2 separate regions of the Callithrix jacchus genome follow, and region 1 is linked to region 2. Evidence: chromatin contacts called from public Hi-C data. All regions are on one chromosome and are shown on one strand. Each heading gives the region's core, a stretch centred on a gene start, on an enhancer-like site or on the middle of the called end of the contact. The rest is flanking DNA. Distances are from core to core; before and after follow the strand shown. Region 1 holds the start of TSPAN14 (tetraspanin 14). Region 2 overlaps TSPAN14 (tetraspanin 14).

Region 1 (2,700 bases), core at 71-2,570, 50 kb before region 2:
CGGCAAGCCTAATTGGCTCCCTGCTTTTATTTTTGCCTGACACCCACGCACAGCCTTAAATCAGAACATGTTAGTCTTCTGCATAAAACCCTTCCAAGACTCAACAAAGTCTCCATTCTCTGACACAGCCCACAGGCCCTGCATGATCTGCCCGCCCCCCCCTCCCACCTTCCCACTCCATCCTGGGCCTCCTCCCCAAGGCTTGATAATTAAACCACACTGATTTTCTTTCACCTCTTTGACCCATCCAGAGCTTACCCTGAAAAGGCACCTACTGCTCTCAAGGAGGAATGTCTCTGCCTGAATTTTCCCAAGGCTAACTCCTCATTCTTTTGATTTCAATTTCAGGATCACCTCCTCAAAGACCCTTTCCCTGAATACTTCATCTGATCCTCAAAGACTCTTTCCCTGAATACTTCATCTGAGGTAGCTCTTATTCTCTATTCTAATCCCTTGTTTTTGTCCCAGCCTTTACTTCAACTTGTGATTATTTATTTGTCTTCTCCACTAAAAATTACCTTTATCGGGCAAAAAGCCTCAGCTGTCCTGTTCACTGAAGTGTCACAGCATAGACACATGGCCTGGCATCCATCAGGCACTCAGTCAAGCACTCACCATCTGCTGAATGAATGGACAGGTTCCCACGGAGGTGCCTGAACTGCCTGGGGTGTCACAGACAGGTTGCATCCCCCTTAATTAAACAAACAAAATTGGCCAGGCACAGTGGCTCATGTCTGTAATTCCAGCACTCTGGGAGGCAGCGGTGGGAGGATTGCCTGAGCCCAGGAATTCTAGACCAGCATTGGCAACATAGCAATATCTTGTCTGTAGTTAGACGTGGTGCCCTGCACCTGTGGTCCCAGCTACTTGGGAAGCTGAGGCGGGAAGTAGAGGCTGCACTGAGCCACGGTCATGCCACTGCACTCCAGCCTGGGCCACAAAGTGATAGCTTATCTCAAAAACAAAAAAGCCAGAAACAAACCTGGGAATGGACCGAACAGTATCCATTTCAAGATCTACTCCTACCATTGGAATTAACCTGTTGGCTGCTTGTACTGGCATGTGGCAACCAGTCTTAGCCGAGTTTTAATTGATCCCTGTTTGGTGTTACCCAACAGAGCAGATCACTCGGCCCTCAACCACAGAATAAGTTTAAGAAACAGAGGTGTGCGTGACTCATTCTACAGGTAGGCAGGCTGAGGCTGGGGAGCCGCTTCTGGCTGTCCCTGGAAACCCCTCTTAACCCACAAGAATCATCCCAGCCATCTCTTTAGCGTAAATGTGAGGAACAAATCTCAGCCACGATCCAAAGAAAGCTTGGTATTTTTAGCACCAAAGCTAGAAGGAGCATGTCGTTACTCTTCGGTTTGCAAAGAAATGAAAACCATTTCCCCTTCCTTCTTTTGAAGACTACCACCGCCCCCAGCCTCCAAAGCCCGGCAGGAACGCCTTCTATCTCCACCACAGCCATTTTCCTGATCCTTCGCCGGCTCTCCACGGTTATCCAGTGTATCCCTCGAGACACCGCCTCCCACAGCTCGTGCTTCTCCCAGGTTCGGCTCCGACAAGGCCCGAGCGGAGTCTGCGCAGCGCAAAAAGCTCAGCGCGCTCCCGGCGGCCACAAGGCGACCAGCCCTGGGCCAGGCCAGGCCAGGCCTGCGCCGCGCACCCACTGGGAGGGCAAGGACCCGGGCCGCCCCAAGCCTCCGGCACCGCCCAGAGCGGGACAAAGGGGCGGGCCGGCGACTCGGCCTCGCGGTCCGCGGTGCCGCGCGAGCGGGGAGGCGGGGCGTGGTAGGGGAGGGGCGAGCCGGCGGGGGAGGGGCGAGCCGGCAGGGGAGGGGCGGGGCCAGGGCGGGCCCAGGCTCGCGGGGCTGCACGGGCGGTGCAGGGTAGGGGCGCCCCTTCCCTAGGCAGCGGCAGGCGCCGCGCCCCCGGCCCCGCCCCTCCGCGCCCCGCCCCCGCCGCTCGGACGGCCCGAGTCGCGCCCTCCCGCCCCGCGCCGCCGAACTTGCTCTAACTTCCTCGGCCGAGCCGGGCCGCGCCGCCGCTGCAGCCGCCGCGCGCGGGTGAGTAGAGCGCGGAGCCTGGGCTGGGGCGTCGGGCCCTGCCTTCTTCTTTGTCTGAGGCAGACTCCCCTGGGCGTCCTCCGGGGGCGAGGGCTGCTCCCCCAGGTCCCTGCTTGGTCCCTCAGCCTTCCTCCCCGCCTGCCCGAGGGCGGCCCCGCGGGTGGCGCTGGCTTTGTCTGCCAGGATCGCTCGCTAGAGGTTGGAGGCCTCGGTGGGGACCCAGCTGAGCCGAACTTCGGCGCGGGCGGGCGAGAGCCGCGGCGGGCCCGGGGCTGGCGCTCCGGGTTCGGTGGCCCTTGCCCCATCCGAGCGCTCCGGCGAGTGCGCCCCTGGGCCGGGCGGGGTGGGAGCGCCGGGGAGCCTGGACGACTGCTGCCGCTCGGGGCTCTTCTGCTCCAAAGCAGCGAGCTCGGCGATGGGCTCTCCTTTCGGCTCCGTCACCCACCCTCGGCCCCCCGGAGCTCGGGTTTGGGGTCGGGGTGGGCGTAGGCCGGGGTGGGCCGCCCTTTCTCCCTGCCCAGCCGTGGTTGTGCTCAGTCGCCCTCGCCGCGGTGGGTCCCACTTTTCCCGGCTTTGGTTTGGGGCGGCTGGAGTTTGAGTAGGCGGCGACCCAGCTTCTCCGTGTTAGTCT
Region 2 (2,714 bases), core at 190-2,689:
TGATAAATGGCAGTGAAATGCCAGTGTGGTATAAAGTCTTCATAGAAAAACAGGAGGCAGCTTTATTAGCAGAGCCCACAATGTGTTTTGTTCTATATGGAAAAGTCCTCCCTGGTTCAGGAACCTGTGTGATGTATTTGGATGGGCCCCTTTCTGTTGTGGTGCACATGGGGTGTGGGCTCCTGCAGGTGGGAGGTTGGGGTTGGGGGTGCTTCTTTTCTGGGGTGAGCTCATTGCTTAGAGCATGCCTGTTTTCATTCTCTAGCTAAAAACCCAGCCTATCCTGAGCACAGGTGCGCCCCCTACTCAGTATAGATACCACGGGGAGGAGGCTCAACCCTGGCCAGTGGATGGCCTGGGCCGCTGGGTAGCTGCTTATCTGTGCCTGGTGTCCACCTCCAGGGCTGGAGAGCTGGCGTGTGTGGCAGAGGTGGTGCTGGTCTCTGCTTCCCTCTGTCTTCACCCTGTGGTGGTACCTGGCCCTGTGCAGCCTGATCTTGCTTTGGGAACCTCTGAGGGGACCTGGGGCAGCCCTCACAAGGGGTGATGTCTTCTTATACACCAGATAGTACACTGATAAGAGTCAGGGTTGCAGAAAGGGGAAGAAACAGGGCACAGCCTGATGTCTGTGACCCATAGTCTCTCCAGGGTGGAGTCTGCTCTGGGATCTTTTCCTGTTCCCCTCCGTGGGTCATGGGGTCATCTGAGGTTGATGGAGTTTGTCCAGACATTCAGGAAGGTGGGTTCAGGTTATCTGAAGAACCTCAATGCCCCTTTATTCTGGCATTGCCGGCCCCTGTCATCTGCAGGGCCCAAGGGGCCGTGTGGGATGTGAGCTAGAGCATGCCCTGCCTGGCAATGTGGACTTCGCTCTATGAAGCATGGTCACAGTGCTAGTTTCTGACCTAACTTCCTCTCTCTTTCCTCTGCCCCGCTTAGTTGGCTGGAGTTGTCTTCCTCGGAGTTGGGCTGTGGGCATGGAGCGAAAAGGTAGGTATAACTGTCACAGGACGCTGAGCTTCAGGCAGCCAAAACCAGATTCACTGTACATCATTTTCCCCTCCTCCAGTCTGTTCCCTGACAAGCATTTCTCATGCAGTGTCAAGGTGTGTAGTAGTTAATCTTTACAGATGCAGCACCTGCCTACTCTGCCCCCATGATAAGGTTGGCTGCTGGAGGCAGGAGCTGGGCTGTTTTGGTTTTGATCTCTGGATGGAGAGAGCTCAGCTCTTGCCTGCAGCTGTGCCCAGGGCAGGCATGGGGCAACCCAGGTCCCTGAACACAGGCATGCTTATTGTTGAGGCCCTTATCCTCTTGGATGAGAGAGAGCAGGGAGCAGGGCTGGATTACGTGCCGTCAGGGTGCCCTGTGGGGCAGGGGTGATTCTTTAAGCACCTCTGTGCCTCCTTGCCCAGCCTAAGGAGGAGAGGGGAGGAGGGGAGACCTGGCTCCTACTGTGTGGAAGCACATGGGGCAGTTGCAACTCTAGGAAGGGGATGAAACTACAGTGGGCAGGGTGGGGCTGTGCTGCTACTTGTTGCCCTGTGGCATGGGTGCTGGGGAGGTGATAAGCGCTGAAAAGAGCTAGGGAGGGAAGAGGGTAGGAAAGCAGTAAGGTAGAGCAGGCCTGGCGAGAAAGAGCCCGGACTAAAGCTTCTTCTAGCATCTTGGGCCCGGGCCTTCTTCCTTCAGTGGAACTTCCCTTTGCTTCCAGAAAGAAGAGGCAGGAGAACCAAGATCTACAGGCTTTCCTGCCATGCTCTTGGGTATGGATAAGGCTCACCTTCAAGTTTGGGCACCTTCAAAGTGGCCTGTGAACCCCTAAAGGGCAAGAGCTGGAGTACGACGTCCTTTTGCCCCAGTGACCCAGAAGCAGATTCAATCTGTCTCACACCGCCACCGTGTGGCTGCCCCTGGGACTGCAGCCACTTGACCGGGTGTGGCCCTAAGTGTGGAGCTGGCTACTACAATTCCTTTGAATCTGTCCATCTAAAATAGTTAAAAAAGCCAGAACCTAGTTTAGAGAGACTTTATTCAGGCACACATGTTGAGAACAGGCCTACCCAAGAAGCACAAATTCCAAAGAATGGAAGTCAGCCTTCCTGTTCAAAGTGTAGATGCTTGGGATCATTTATCTGGACAAAGCCAGACAGAGCCTCTGTTTCCCAGGCTGGAGCACAGTGGCTTGATCTTGGCCCATTACAACCTCCACGTCTGGGTTCAAGAGATTTTCATGCCTCCCCTTCCTGAATAGTTGGGATTACAGGCATGTGCCATGACACCCGGCAAATTTTTGTATTTTTTAGTAGAGATGGGGTTTTGCCATGTTGGCCAGGCAGGTCTTGAACTCCTGGTCTCAAGTGATCTGCCCGCCCCAGCCTTCCAAAGTACTGGGATTACAGACGTAAGCCACCACCCCCAGACACCTATGTACATCTTAATGCATAGTCATAATGTTCTGATTAGTTGAGGCAGCTTTCAGGAAAGGTATGTATAACATTCCATGCTGAAGATATAATTGTCCCTGGTCTTAGATGATATCTGATCTGAGTCAGTAAAGAACAATGAAGGAAGCAGTTAAACTATAGCAGAGATCAGTGACTGGAAGGGGGGCTGTGGTCTCTCCTAGTTCCTTACCTAGCGGGAACAAAGAGGAGGAGAGTTCAACTGTAATCTAAAAACAGAATTGCAAACATGCTACATGACTCAGTCTC

Evidence for each region. A called contact is a pair of places that touch in the nucleus more often than the background predicts.
Region 1: a contact with region 2 is called in a Hi-C map of skeletal muscle, with 4 times the contacts expected there. The contact joins the promoter of TSPAN14 here to the enhancer-like site in region 2. A contact is called at or near these places in 3 of 3 Hi-C or Micro-C datasets (induced pluripotent stem cells and skeletal muscle).

What each region holds. Positions count from the first base shown.
Region 1 is chr12:50,093,060-50,095,759 of calJac240_pri, reverse strand. TSPAN14 (tetraspanin 14) reads left to right here and starts at 1,320. Exons shown (of 10, transcript XM_078345444.1): 1 at 1,320-1,553. The coding sequence starts at 1,350.
Region 2 is chr12:50,043,531-50,046,244 of calJac240_pri, reverse strand. TSPAN14 (tetraspanin 14) reads left to right here. Exons shown (of 10, transcript XM_078345444.1): 3 at 940-990; 4 at 1,715-1,766. Among named protein-coding and RNA genes, the nearest start is that of SH2D4B, 27 kb to the right of the region's middle. Within about 2 kb of position 1,439, at least 4 of the 16 cell types and tissues checked have an H3K27ac peak or open chromatin away from gene starts, as enhancers often do.